2 separate regions of the Callithrix jacchus genome follow, and region 2 is linked to region 1. Evidence: chromatin contacts called from public Hi-C data. All regions are on one chromosome and are shown on one strand. The core of a region is the stretch at or near the end of the contact, and the rest is flanking DNA. Distances in the headings are between cores, read along the strand shown.

Evidence for each region. Hi-C and Micro-C count contacts between places; a contact is called where the count stands out from the background.
Region 2: a contact with region 1 is called in a Hi-C map of skeletal muscle, with 1.6 times the contacts expected there. The contact joins two enhancer-like sites.

The regions. Positions count from the first base shown.
Region 1 is chr3:152,170,297-152,177,986 of calJac240_pri, forward strand. It overlaps LIMCH1 (LIM and calponin homology domains 1), which reads right to left. Exons shown (of 26, transcript XM_078367290.1): 9 at 519-554. Among named protein-coding and RNA genes, the nearest start is that of PHOX2B, 110 kb to the left of the region's middle. Within about 2 kb of position 5,010, at least 3 of the 16 cell types and tissues checked have an H3K27ac peak or open chromatin away from gene starts, as enhancers often do. A contact at or near this core is called in skeletal muscle, where this site is marked.
Region 2 is chr3:152,374,273-152,381,962 of calJac240_pri, forward strand. The region is part of intron 1 of LIMCH1 (LIM and calponin homology domains 1); the gene reads right to left. Among named protein-coding and RNA genes, the nearest start is that of LIMCH1, 80 kb to the right of the region's middle. Within about 2 kb of position 4,034, at least 3 of the 16 cell types and tissues checked have an H3K27ac peak or open chromatin away from gene starts, as enhancers often do. A contact at or near this core is called in skeletal muscle, where this site is marked.

The DNA.
Region 1 (7,690 bases), core at 3,760-6,259:
AGCAAAACTCCAATGTTTTGGTCTCAAGCATCCCACAGTTTATATGACTCCAACCTGGGAGGAACTTGGGCTTCTGAATCTATGATTAGTGGTTTGGGATTTATTTACTCCGTTAAAAAATGTGACTATAGGAATGACTACTTCGTTGTTAACTCTAAGCCCCAACACATCAAGAATTAAGTGCAAAACTCAGAATACCCTTTAAATAATTTGGTGGTTTAGAAGGGGTACCAATGTCCAACCCTTAACATGAACAACTTTAACATGCCCAGTCTTTGAAAAGCAAATGTTAGGTTTCAAGCAGCAGCTTCATATTAGAATCATGCTTAAGTTGCTTTTTCATTCATCTTTCCTGCACAGAACATATGCTCTGCATTCCAACTTTAAGTGCTTTGCTGCACAAGTCAGCTAACTATTCAGTTCACTTGCATCAGTTGCATTTCCATTAGTGGTAAGTACTGGAAGCATGCAGTTTAGGCTAGTAATTAATGTAATCCTACAAATACAAGGCAACTTACTCTGCGTCATCAGACACAGGAGTTCTCGGACCGTATCTATAAGATCAAATACAAAATTAGAGAACTGGCAAAACAGAAAGTGAATGCTGTAAGCAAGCTGGAAATAAAAACTGCTGGTGAAATACACGTGCACCAAGCCTTTTTTGCTGAGATACTGAAAGAGAAGCGGGATTATACAATTAACAATATTCATTGGCTGCTGAAAATCAAAGACAAGTCTTGATATTTCTAAAAAATGCAGAATTTATCTCAAAACCCAGAGGAGAAATGAAAATAATCCCCATGCTACACAGAAAGAAAGAATCTGTTCTATATAAACACAGAAAGGCTTAGGTACAGTCCACACTGTTTAGAGAAGGCAGCTTAGAAAACAAACGTGTTACAGTCATTCACAAACAGTTCAACTTTCTGTGCCTTTATGTTCAGCAGTAATGGGCTATAATGGACACCCACTGTACAAGCACGCCCTTACTGACCCTGTCCCTGATACGTTAATGCATTTGCACAAGTAACATCAAAGAGTGTTTCTGCAGTTTTCTGAAAGTAAACCAGAACCCCAATCAGTGTCTTTTGCATGCAGTTGACAGAAACCACAATTCCTAGAAAACTGGTAGCCTTAATCAAAACCAGACTTCAATGATATTTCATTACTTGAAAAACTGAAGTTTTTTTCTAATCTTATATATTCTCCTGATAATTTAGATCCATAAAGTTGTACCCTCTGTGGCAGTCACCTGAAGTCTAAATGAGACTAAAGTAAAAAGACTAAATTAGAAAAATATTAGAACATTACAAGGCATATTTCAAGCACATTTTTAAAAATAACAACAACAATAGAAAAAAAAACACAGCTCCTAAAAATGCCTGTCTCTTCAGCAAAGGTGAGTTTTAAGGGTCAGTTCTTACCTATATTCTGAAAAGCTTCTTCTTTCTGCAATTCTGATGGCGGACAAAGAATAGTAAAGCAAATACATCCTGCTTCCAGTTTCCAATAAATTACATTTTGGAGTCAGCAGCAAAAATTACCTGTCCCATGATCAGTTACACAATAGTTTATAGGAAAAGGGTAATTTCTAAAAATCTCTTCTGCAGTCTTAGAGGAAACAGCCCAGAATGCATGAGTGTACGTACGCACACATACCCTCTTCTTTCTTAGGCTTTTATCATTCTAAAATAGTCTGCATTCATTGATAATTACTTAATTAACAGTGAAGGCAACCATGCCAGGGCAAAACCCCAAATCTCTGTGGAAATGGCCAAAAGCAAGGCAAGGAAAGGGTTTAGGTATGTTTTTTTTTCTAGCAGTAAGACTCATTTTCTCTTTCTCCAGAGGAACGTTTCAGAAGATGTTTAAGTAGAATCTAATATTCTCAATTTTCCAAAACACTACTACACTGAAGCAGATAATGAGTGGATTCTTTCACATCAAGAGAGAATGGCATGGGCATGGTGACTCATGCTTGTAATCCCAGCATTTTGGGAGGTCAAGGCGAACAGATTGTTTAAAAGCTCAGGAGTTCAAGACCAGCCTGGGTAACATGGTGAAACCTCATCTCTACCAAAAACACAAAAAATTAGCTGGGCATGGTGGCGCATGCCTGTGGTCCCAGCCACTCTGGAGGCTGAGGCAGGAGAATAGTTTGAGCTGAGGAGGCAGGTATCACACCACTGTACACCAGCCTAGGTGATGACAGAGTAAGATTCTGTGAAAGAAAGAAAAAGAGAAAGAAAAGAAAGAGAGAGAAAGAGATGAAAGAAAGAAAAAGAGAGAAAGAAAGAAAAAGAGTACAGGGCAATATTAATTCTGAAGACTAGATAAATGTTTCCCAGTTAATAAATAAGCCTATTGGAATAAATTTATTAAAACACAGTGTTTTCTATGCAAGTTATCTATGCAAGACAGCAGAGAATTTCTTCCCAATGGATGGTTAATCAAGAATCTATTAATAGTTGCTATGTGTTTCTGTGTCCTAATTTGAACATTCTAATTAACATCTTATTACAGATAGTGCATTAACATCTTATTACAGATACAGAAAGTGTACAAAGTGTACATACCACACATATACATCAATGAATTTTCACGAACTGAACATATGCATAGATTAGTGTTGAGCGTTTTGTACTATGTAAACAGACTCAAATAGTATGTACTCGTGAGCTGGGCTTCTTTAACACATTTTGTTTGTGAGTTTCAACTATGTTGTTGCATCTAGGATATATCTGAATTTAAGTTGTTTCTACACAAAGTAATTAACAGCATTTCATGGACATCTCTACCAAAAAAAAGGTAAGTCCCACAGGAGCAGAGATTTTTCTGTTTGGGTTCCCTGAACAGCAACCAAACTAGTTCCTCAATAAGTATTTATTAAATGCTTACCAGGTGCTCTAAAAATTGAAAAGAATAGCCCAGTTTCCAAAGATAACCTTCATTTATCCCTTTCCTATGTACTGTGGGTTTAAGGAATTTCCTTTGAGACTGATGTATTAGCTTTAAAAGGGCACCAACTTCAGCAGAATTGCCTTTGCTGGCAAGGGGGAGATAATTAGAGCTGAGGTGTCAAGTGACTTTCCCAATCATTCTACAGGAGACCAAAAAGTAAAGGCAAGTTGGGGGTGGGGAACACTAATAAAGCAATCTGTTTAATGCAAAGTACCTGAGTCAATAGGCTATGAGGTACAAAACAGGCCAGACAGGTCACAGTTGACATAAGCATCCCATTACAAAAAAAAAAAAGTCAATAAAGTTTAATTTTGAGGCTTGGCACCATGGTGGCTCATGCCTGTAATCCTAATACTTGGGAGGCTAAGGTGGAAGGATCACTGAGCCCAGGAGTTCGAAACCACCTAGGCAACACAGTGAGACCCTGTAATTAACAGCTTTTCATGGACATCTACAAAAGAAAAACAAAAATAGTAGCCAAGTATAGTGGTGTATGCGCCTGTGGTCCCAGTTACTTGGGAGGCTGAGGTGGGAGGATTGCTTGAGTCTGGGAGGTCCAGGCTCCCATGAACTGTGATCACACCACTATACTCCAATTTGGGCGACAGAGTGAGATCCTGTCTCAAAAAAAATAAAGTTTACTTTTGAGGGTAAGGGTAGGTAGAAAGATAAAGATAACAGCCTATGTATCCATTGACTATATTTATGTAACTTTCACTACTAATAAAACATTTTAGAATCAACAATTTGCTAGTTATCTATTTCTATATCATGAACTAGCACTAGCTAAATTTAAAGTGAGAGGGAGAGAAAATGGTTTTACTGCTCATCTAAAATTACCCCCCATCACCCAGCACAGTCCTTTACACACAGTGACTATTACTCAATAAACACTTGTTGAAAGGAAATGTGCATCCTTACGGTGAATGCTGGCTCAATCAATCACACAGTATGTCACATAGTTCACCTGACCATTCCTCCTTGTGCTCAGAGTAACCATCCACTCCCATGTGAAAATAAAGAGGACTCTTTCCTAAATCACAAAGACAGTGACAGGCCAGGTACAGTGGCTCACATCTGCAATCCCAGGACTTTGGGAGGCCTAGGCGGGTGGATCACTTGAGGTTAGGAATTTGAGACCAGCCTAACCAATATGGCAAAACCCTGTCTCTACTAAAAATACAAAACAGTGCTAGGCTCCATTACTGTTTTATTCAGAAGAATGTAAAATATAAATTATATTCAGCTGATAAAGATGGCTAGGGTATTTATTTTTCAAAAATATGGAGATTACCTACTGTTTTCTTTGCCTCCCACTCTGCCTTCTTCTGTCCCATTGCCATCAGGGTCCTTGCAGAAAAAGAACTCCATAGCTTCCTATTTTATGGTGAGCTTATAAATTATGCAAAGCACTCCCCATTCCTTTGCCCTATATTGGTAGGCTAACCATATATTTAACAAAAATGTATCACTTTTATTAAATGGCAAGAGAGGCTTCAACACATAGGACTCTAAACTGGAACATGAACCCCAGGATAATTATTCCCTTACTTGTCATCAAGTTGTGCTTAATTCTAAGTTAAGTCAGAGCATGGAATAGAAATCCTACCTCCAGAAGGCAACGAGTGTTTGCTAATGTTGGAAAATCAATATAATTACAACTTTTGTAAATGGTATTCATTTTCTTTGTACCTGGAATCAGAGTGAAATCAAGTAAGTCAGAAAGAAGTTCAACCCCTTTACCCAAAGGCTCCTTTGTGAGCTAGAAAGAAAAGAATTTCCCATTTACTAAGTCCACAAGAGTCAGAAACAAAAAATGTTTAGCAGGTAAATTCACCCCCGAATTATACTTGCTTACATGCCAAAAAAGAGGAAAAAATTCTTGGCACATGAGGCCAATTTTAATCATTCTGTTTCTGCTAGCAACAGCAGGTAAGTGGCACTGAGGCGCCATATGCATCAAGAACATACTGAAAGCTTAGACTAGAGAAACAAAGTCACAAGGGCACAGAATAACCTTCTGACCTCTGATCTTTCATGGGTGGACCCTTAGAAGATTCTTCCACCTCCTGTTTCTTTGCAAACGGAACTGGAAGGAACTGGTTTGGGTTGGATCCAGTGTGTCTAAGGGACATCCCAGTTCTCCTGGCCATCATATCGTCTTTTCGTGTATCATCCAACTTTCGCTGGCCTTTCAGTCCACTGCCACTCCAGGCAGGAGCTGTCATCTTCTCCAACTTCTCTTCTGTCCCTGAAGCCTCATACTCAGAGGCCAGAGGACACACCCTAGGGCAACATTCAGTCCAGCCAGTCAAAGGCCACTTACTGCTAAAGATATTTTCAGTAGCGTCACTCACTGGCGTTAATTCAAGACAGAAGAAGCCAGCGTCCCTGGAGGCAGCGGCACACACAGCAGCTGAGCAGGATATCTCCCTTTTGAACACTGGGACCTGCTGTCATGCAGCTGGTACTCACACAGGATAGGTTTCCCTTTCTGGTTTTCATGAGTCCTGAGAATGAAATTTGGCCAGTACTCAGCCACATGCAAAGGCTAAAATCACTACCCAGAGCGGGCACCAGAAGCAGCACTCTGATCTTGGGATGAGAACACTCTTTTAGTGACTTTACTCCACCCTCTATCAGCTGCCAAGTGCAGACTGGGCCTTTAAGCTGATTTTTTTGGAAACACGACAGCCACACACAGCAGGGGCAACACACCACGGAGCAGAGCGCAGGCAAGATGCTCACAGTGGCTGGCTGCTCTCTTCTGATCTTTCTGCCTTTGACAGCCTCTTGGAATCTCTCAGAGCACTTTCCATTTCTTCTTTGCCATCCTGTGGCAGCTGTTTGGATGTAACTAAAGCCAGAGAGGATAGTTTCACTCCTAGGAAAGAATTCACACCAGAGGCCCTGACCCCACCTGTCCTCCTTCACCTCCTGGAGAGGCAGGAAACACTGCTCCTCACCTTCCTCTGTCCCCCTCGGGCACTCGCCCAGACTGCAGACCCACTCTTCCTGGGACTCCGGCACAGGAGCCAGCCACGAGGCCCTTCTGCAATAGTCACCTAGGCCAGAATTCACTGTTCTGCAGACGATCAAGTAGCATTGGTGGCAAGAAAGGAGAGGAACAAGGGTTACAAAAGAAGACAATGAATGTCCTTGGGACTGAAAGATTAAGAGAAGAATGTGGCTGCTCTCATTCCAAAGGCTGGTTAGTAAGGATGATATAATCAGATTGAGATAATGGAATGTGAACTCTGGCTAGGGTCTATGAAGGTCAAACAAGGCTGGCGTGACTGTCACCACAAGACTGAGTGATGGGCCCCTCAGGATTCAAGGCCTGAAGGATGTATTTCTTATTACTTTCCTACACCCTCCCCACCTCAGATTCCCACCAGCCTCTGAAACCTCAACTCTTTATTTCTGATGTTCACAGCCTTCTCTCTTCTATGGTGTCACCCAGAATCTGGAACCAAAGAAACCCTTGTCATGGGGCCATCCATTATTTCCTTTGGATTTCAAGGGCAAAGTATAAAGAAGAATGCTAGGAACACTTCCTCTGGCTATGGAGAGCCTCATTTTGCTCCCACTGTACAGATGGAATGGAGGTTCCTGGGGACCATCCAGTTTTACACACGTCCTATATGTGTTTCCTGGAAGAAAGATCAGCCCACAGAACCAAATCCCCAAAAGAGGACTTGGGAATTCAAAACTGGGTGGCCTCCAGGGAGGACCAGAACTAGGGACAGGCCTATAAGATGTTCTTCCCCTACACATTTGGATGGTGATTCGTCCAAGAAAAGTCTTGGCTTATAGAAACCGCCAAAGAGGAGTGTTTTTAGACTCCTGATTTATTATACAATTTTAAAAAGTAGGGAGGAAGGAGACCTTTACTTTTTTAATATGTCTACTTAGATGTCCAAAATGTGAATTCATGATACTAATAACTTTTTCTTCCTCTCTCTAAGGCATAGGAAAGAGAGAGGTTATAGATAAGCCCAAGAAATCCTAGTGATATCATTAAAACATTCCATTTAGCTCATTCAATATTTTCAACTAATAAAACAGTGCTGGATGCAGCCAAGGGAAAAAGGGTCATTTGTCAAGATTATTGACATTCCCAGGCAGTGATTCTGGTGACAACAGAATCAAAATGGATGCCTGCCATTTAACTTCACACACACATTCCCCCCAAGGGGACCAACTAACATTACTTCTCTGCTATACATAGTCTGTTAAAACTATGTCACCTCTAGGGGTTTGTATAATGTTCTTCAGCAAACTCTTTAAAAGCAGCAGTGGGACCAGGCACAGTGGCTCACGCCTGTAATCCCAGCACTTTGGAAGGCTGAGGCGGGAAGGTCACGAAGTCAGGAGTTTGAGACCAGCCTGGCCAACATGGAGAAACCCCGTCTCTACTAAAAACATAAAAATTAGCTTGGTGTGGTGGCACGTGCGTGTAATCCTAGCTACTCAGGAGGCTGAGGCAGGAGAATCGCTTGAATCTGGGATGCGGACGTTACAGTGGGCCAAGATCACGTCACTGCACTCCAGCCTGGGCAACAGAGCAAGACTCCATCTCATAAAAAAAAGCAGCAGTGACTCCCATGCAGATATCCTTGCTCATGTATGGTGAAAAATACCTGTAGTCATTAAGCGCTTGGTGCCCCTTTAAGCTGGAAGCGGCCACTGAGACAGGAGACATAGAGTCCGTTTGGATCTTGCTGCC
Region 2 (7,690 bases), core at 2,784-5,283, 200 kb after region 1:
CCAATGGTACAATTTGGGGACATTTACCAATACCGATTCACATACAAATTGCTCTGCTATGTACAGGCAGTTTTCACACTTCTGACAGGATTTATTCTTGAGAAAAGTTTTGAAATCAAAAATATTTTTGTAGGATGTGATTTCCCCACAGAAACATGGTTTTAATTAGAAGCTAGTTTCCTGATTAAAGCCCTTAAAAAATAAAATTATTACAAATTACTATTTAATCACCTAAAAAAAACTAAGCATTAAACAATATTTTCTTCAAACTTGTTAATTATAGAGGTCAAACTAACAAAACAAATACTCGTTTATTTAATAATTTTTAAAATGTCTTCTTTTACTTCTTCCTTTCCTCCAGCAGCTGTAAATTACAAAGCATTGGAACACTACCTCGAAGCATCATGCTTCATCATGAAACACCAAGCAAAGCGTACAGGAGATGCTCAATAAGGAAGCTGAACAAATCACCAAGTGAATTAATAAAGCCTTTTGGCCAGGCACGGTGGCTCAGAGCTGTAATTCCAGCATCCTTGGGAGGCCAAAGCGGGTGGATCATGAGGTCAGGAGTTTGAGACCAGGCTGACCAAGATGGTGAAACCCCATCTCTACTAAAAGTATAAAAATTAGCTGGGGGCAGTGGCAGGTGCCTGTAATTCTAGCTACTCAGGAGGCTGAGGCAGGAAAATCACTTGAACCCAGGAGGTAGAGTTTGCAGTGAGCCAAGATCGTGCCACTGCACTCTAGCTTGGGCAAGAGAGCAAGATTCCATCTCAAAAAACAAAAAAGCCTCTGGAGAAACTCATCTCATACAAGGATGAATGCTTGGTTACCCTCCTCCTTGCCTTTTTTTTCCCCCTTTTTTAGTGCAATAGCATGATCTCGGCTCACCACAACCTCCGCCTCCCAGGTTCAAGCCATTCTCCTGCCTCAGCCTCCCAAGTAGCTGGGATTACAGGCATGCAACCACCATGCCTGGCTAGTATTTGGTATTATTAGTAGAGGTGGGGTTTCCCCATGCTGCTCAGGCTGGTTTCAAACTCTCGACCTTAGATGATCCACCTGCCTTGGCCTCCCAAAGTGCTGGGATTACAAGCATGAGCCTCTGCACCCATCCCCTCCTCCCCTTTTTAAAAAAGAAATTTCTATTTTTTTTTTAATGAGACAGGGTCTTGCCCTGTCATCCAGGCTGCAATGCAATGGCATAATCACAGCTCACTGCAGCCTCGACCTCCTGGGCTCACATAATCCTCCAGCTTCAGCCTCCTGAGTAGGATGACAGGCACACACCATCATACCCAGCTAATTCTTGTGTCTTTTGTAGAGATGGTGGTTTCACCATGTTGCCCAGGCTGGTCTTGAACTCCCGGGCTCAGGCAATCCAAGCACATTGGCCTTCCAAAGTGAGATTACAGGCATGAGCCACCACGCCTGGCCTGCCCTCCCCCTTTTGAACCCCTTTTCACAATGTAAATTTTGTTTGTTGTAGGTATTAGAAATTGCTTGGTGTTTTTCCTCTAGTGGACACTGCAATTAAGCTCCCATCTGACTTGAGAACAAAAATCTGCATGTACTGAATGTGAGCATGACTTGCTGGAATTCAGTTTGTCCTGAAGAGAAGAAAACCATACCATCTACACGCTGAAGTGTACATCTTCCACATATTCTATTCCTAGCCTCCGAACTGTGCTCTCAATGTTTCTCTTTAGTCAAAGGAGTCTGGCTTTTCTCTGACAGATGCTCCCCTCACCCTTAAATCAAAGCAGTATTATTTCAAATGTGACCTGTGAACTGATCTTATTGGTCCATGACATTGTACATTACAGGATTGAGAATCTACACTTAGAAACTTTGACAGCAGTTTGGCCATCACCACCACAACCAAGCCATGTGATAGCAGGACTCATCTTGCTGAGCAAGATGTAAATCTGTTTAGGTGTTGGCCAACTGGCCTGGGTGAGGTGCATGTGATACAAGCTGCATGCTGATTCTGTGCAGTCAGCCCTGTATTACAGTGGATTGGAAATTTTAAAAACAAAAGCAAAACAAAAAAAGTAGTCCTTCACTGCAAAAGTTTGAAAAGCTCTGTAATAAAAAGGCACAAGCCAGCCAGGTGTGGTGGCTCGTGCCTGTAATCCCAGTACTTTGGGAAGCCAAGGCAGGTGAACTGCTTGAGGCCAGGAGTTCAAGAACAGCCTAGCCAACATGGCGAAACCCCGTGTCTACTAAAAATACAAAAATTAGCCAGGTGTGATGGTGCATGCCTGTAATCCCAACTACTCGGGAGGTTGAGGCATAAGAATTGCTTTATTCAGGAAATGGAGATTGCAGTGAGCTGGGATCAAGCCACTGCACTCCAGCCTGGGTGACAGAGCAAGACGCTGTCTCAAAAAAAAGAAAAAAAAATTAAAAGGCACAAGCACTGTAATCAGACAGAACCAAGTATGAGTCTTTGCTCCACTACTTGCCTGACGACGTGACCTGAACAAGTCACTTTACTTCTCTGGACCTCCATTCTCTCATCTGTGCAGATATGGATGAAGGAGGGTACAATGAGCAGCTTCTTCCTCATGCCATAAAATGGGCAATTTTAACATTTGTTCAACACAAGGGTCAATCATTTGAATACACTTTGGTTGTGGTTTGTTCCACAGCTGTGTGAAAAAAAATGGCAGCTATTTGGGGAAAACAGCTATCCTGCAATAAAATAATGAATGCTCTCAGCATTTTCTCATATTCCAGGTGGAAGATATTTTGGTAACGAATTCAGGGCACCATGGACTGGATATGGATATGATAATCTAGTGGTTACTGCAGGGTCCAGACTTAAGCACATGTGACAATTTACTTTGGGCCACTGTGAAAGCAAAAAATTCTCAACTGCATCCAACATCAGCTAAAGACCTAAGCACAGTTTTCAGGAACTGCTTTAATGATTTATAGTCATAAACACAGAAGAAGATGCCTAGGAGAAGAGAGAACTGAATTTACAAGGAAAAGAGAGGTAAACACAGACAACTTCAACTACCAGGTATACGGCGCTCCCGGCCACTCTATAAATGAAAAACAAAAACCTTTTCTCATTATTGTGAAGTCCACCTACAACACACCAAGCACAGTATCTAGCAAAAGCAGAGAGCAAATCAAAGCTCCCTTTCAATCTTTCCCATGCTATGTTTGCCTGTAAAACTGTGCTTTAATTCTTTCCTCTTTAAGTTAATTTCATTACAGTTTCCTTTCTATTTGTTTCAAATGCCATCTGGGTGGAAGCCTAATGATATGTCAGTGTCACCACTCACAATGGTTCTGAAAGTTTTTTCACCCTCAATCAGCAACAGTCCCTAAGGACTGCTGGCTAAAAACAGGAAAGCCCGGTAATGCCAAGGCTGATTTACAACATCAGCATCAAGCTCCAGCTCTGGCTCCTTGCACACTTCTGGCTCCTGTTTCACTAGTTGAGTGAGAGGTCACTTGGGTCACATAGGGCCTTACAAGGTTTCTGGGGAGAATAATAGTTTTTCTGTATCCCTTCCTTACAAAAGGCAGCTGATCAGCACTACTGTCTAGACATGCAAAGATATTTTTCATGGAAACAAATAGGTTGGTGGTTTGTCTTGTTTAAGTGAGAAAGGGATTTACTTTTATTTTAAAGCATGCACACAGCTACAGTAGGCCTTCTGGAAATCCTTCTTAAAAGAAGATTTGTGTGAAGCTCACATTTAGAAATAACAAAGAATGCAATGAAAGGGATCCGAGGTCCGTGACAGTATTTGACACATTCTCTAGGAGACACTGGAGATGCTTTTATTTTCAGATTCAAGGATTCACCTTTCACATAGGAAACGCAGAAGACCAGACAAAAACCATGTATTTTTACCCTAACTGTCTGCTTTATAGCTCCTTCATGATTTTTTTTCAACCAGCTCCACACTTCCAGTATATACCCAGACGCTGACAAAATCCTAGTTTCCCATCTTGGGCAAGAACTGAAATACATATGAAGGTTCCTTTGGAAGGACCAAATCCTATGCACAGAAATTTAGAAATTTCTGCATTCCATTTCCAGTCCTGACAGCATCTCCCACACAGATTGTCCTGGTGCCATCATTTTAACAACTTTACATGCTGCCTCGACAATCCCTATGATAAAACGGAAAAGCTGTTGTGTTGGAACTTGTGCTGCAAATAGCATAATGACAATGTTAGGAAAAAATCTCTCACAGCATTAACTGGCTCACGAAGATTATTCTTAATTCAAGCTGTGCCCAACATATGGACATTATTTTTTAATACCCCAGACCCATGATCAGCCTCTAAGTAAGTCTGCAACCCCAGTCCTCCAGTGGGGGCAACTGCTTGCTTCTCTGTGTCAGAAAAGCTCAAGGAGAGGCAAACTGTAGGTATACTTATGTTCAGACAAATGTTGTACCATCTCTACACAGACGGAGAAATGGCAGAAAGTGAACAGATGTGGAGTCTAGGTACCTAGATCTAGGTAAGGAGATAGCTCAAACCACCGCCACCATCACCTCCAAAGAGGGAACAAGAATTCCTGGAACTCCTAACTTACAACCCAGAATGTATTTATTTAATAGAAAAACAAGGTTTAAAGAGATTTTCTTGTGGCTCTATGAGCTTTATTAGAACTAAACTTTACAAACGGAATAAATGAATTGAAAAGTGCCTATATCATTGAAAGTAGAACAAATATGGTACAATGGTTATTTCTGGAGAAATTGAGTAAAGTCTTCAAAATAAGGAGTAGATAATAAGTCATGTAGTAGCAATTGTTTTCATATTATTTCTACTATAGGAATCATCATGTCAATAAGTTACAACAATATAGGACTTCAGAAATAAGATTTCTGAGATACTAAAAGCTTACTCTGTATATAAACTTCTACTTGATACTTTTTTTTTTTTTTTGAGACAGTCTCACTGTCACCCAGGCTGTAGTGCGCTGGTGCCATCTCAGCTCACTGCAACCTCCACCTACTGAGTTCAAGTGATTCTCTTGCCTCAGTCTCCCAAATAGCTAGGATTACAGGCATGCACCAACACACCCAGCTAATTTTGTATTTTTCGTAGAGATGGGGTTTTACCATGTTGGTCAGGCTGGTCTTGGACTCCTGAACCTTGTGATCCACCTGCCTTGGCTTTCCAAAGTGCTGGGATTACAGGTATGAGCCACTGTGCCCAGCCTTGATATATAAGATGTTCTTATATAAAACATCTTGCATGATGTTTCCAGACAGTGTCTCTGTTAGTATCTTAAAACTACACAAATTGACTCTTACAGTTCGAGGGTAGGAAATGTAATGTCCTGGTGTTGGCAGGGCTATTTTCCAGCTTTTAGAGGCCGCCTGTTTTCCTTTGCCCCCGGGCCCTTCTTCCGTCATCGAAGTGCATCATTTCAATACCTGGTTCCATCACCATCTCTCCTTTTTCTGTTTCTGATGTCCAGCTTCCCCCTTACAAGGACTTCTATGATAACACAGAGTCCACTGAGATGATGTAGAATAATCTCCCCATCTCAAGATCTTCGACTTAACCACATCTGCAAAGTCTCTTTTTCCATATACGATAACATAGCCAGAGGCTCTAAAAATTAGGATGTGAACATCCCTAGGAAGACTTTATTCAGACTACTAAAAAAAGGGAGACCTGACTGTAGAAAAATCTGGCAAATATTTACTCCTAGGCAATAAATTAAACAGTTCCTTTAGGTTCAGTCCTTTTAAACATCAGGCTCAGTCACTCAGATTTCTGTTCATCAAGACAGTCACCAGGGCGTGGTGGCTCACGCCCATAATCCCAGCACTTTGGGAAGCCAGGGCTGGCAGATCATCTGAGGTCAGGAGTCTGAGACCAGCCTGGCCAACATGGTGAAACCCCAGCTCTACTAAAAATACAAAAATTAGCCAGACATGGTGATGGGTGTCTGTAGTCCCAGCTACTCGGGAGGCTGGACTGAGGCAGGAGAATTGCTTGAACCCGGGAGGTGGAGATTGCAGTGAGCCGAGATCGCATCACTGCACTCCAGCCTGGGTGACAGAGTGACACTCTGGCTTGGGGAAAAAAAAGAACAACAGTAACCAGGTATATGGGGAGAGAGGAGAGTGTCTCCATTATTATGGTGATATGAGAGATGGAGAATGCAAATCACATGTTGTCCTCTGCATCCTACCTGCCCTCGGCTGCAAAGCAGCTAGTCTGGGATGCTGCCTGGCCTGGTGACCATGGGAGTGAGACCGACTAGCTCTACAACCCTGGACATTCCATGGACATCTGCAACTGATGTCCACAGCTGGTGGTCAGGGCTTAGAGTACCACTGGCTGGCCTCCAGTGGTGCCACAGCTAGCTCTGGGTCTATTTTCCACCCAGTTCCTAGCCTAAGCCCACTGCCTCTTAGCTCAGCTGCCTTCTGAGCCCTCTCTTGAAAGAATTCCAGAACATCTGGCTCCTTCTGCCACCATAGAAGAGCTGAGAGAGGCTTGGTGAGTGCCCCTGGGCCCTCCTCCACCTGACCTCACCAATTTGTCCTCTTATGTCACTATGCACCCCTTCCAAGTTGGCATGAAGTTACTCACATAGCAGCGTTTGCCCAGAACCCTAAACAGACAGTGGGACAAAACTCTCCCCTGCCCTTTGTGTTCTCACAAACCAGGATGAGCCCCTCTGCCCTCAGTGCTCCCTCCACTTGTACAATTTGGGCCATCAATTCTTTTCCTCCTGTAGAGACATGGCACTCCACTGTTCCAGAAATAGGGTCTATTTCCCCTACTTCCCTGGAATCTGGACTGACTCTAGAGCTTCCTTTAACCAACAGGATATAGTGGAAGTAACATGCTGCCACTTTCAAGCTTGGCCTTAAGAAGATTGACAGCTTCTGCTTTCTTTTTCTTAAAGGCCAGCAACCTGAGGAAGTCCAACTACCCAGAGACCACCATGCTATGACGGCACCCAAACTTGCCAGGTAGAGAGGCCACGTGGAGAAGCGCTGAGGGCCCAGACATGAGAAAAAACATCTTGAACCTTCCAGCCTAGCCCCAGCACCAACTGAACATAGGGACCAGCCGATGCTCCATGGAATAGAATTGGAATAGTCAACTCCTAGAATCTTAATAAACAATAAATTGTTGTTATTTTTAAGCCACTACGTTTAGAATGGTTTCTTATACAGCAATAGGTAATAAAAGCAATCAGAAAAATAAAAAAAGAGCAAACTATATATACATTCAAGTGTTTCCCCCCAAAAAAATGAGATCGCAGTGACAGAGCAGTAAGGCGTACACAAAATGACCAGAGTCAGCAGCCATTTCAACAGGATGCCCGTTCATTTGCAAGGGTTTTGTTGTGCTTTGGTTTTTCACTAAATGCACTCCCTCACTTAATTCATCTGGAGCCAAAGAACCACTTGCACTACTTTTTTCCTCCTCCAATTAGCATGCAGGGATTTCCCTCATGTTAAGAGAATGTGATATGCAAAGTCACTGGACCACTGTCTTGCATAACAAACCAAAGTCTTTTGACAACAGTGAGAAAATTCCTCAAGAATGCAAAGAACATAATGCCAATTGTTAAGTGTGAAATTCCAGGGTATTAACCCTTTGAGAGATGCTGTCTTGTTCAGTTTCATTTTGGGTTGATCAAAAGAACCGTGAAACTAGATTGGAACATTATGCACCA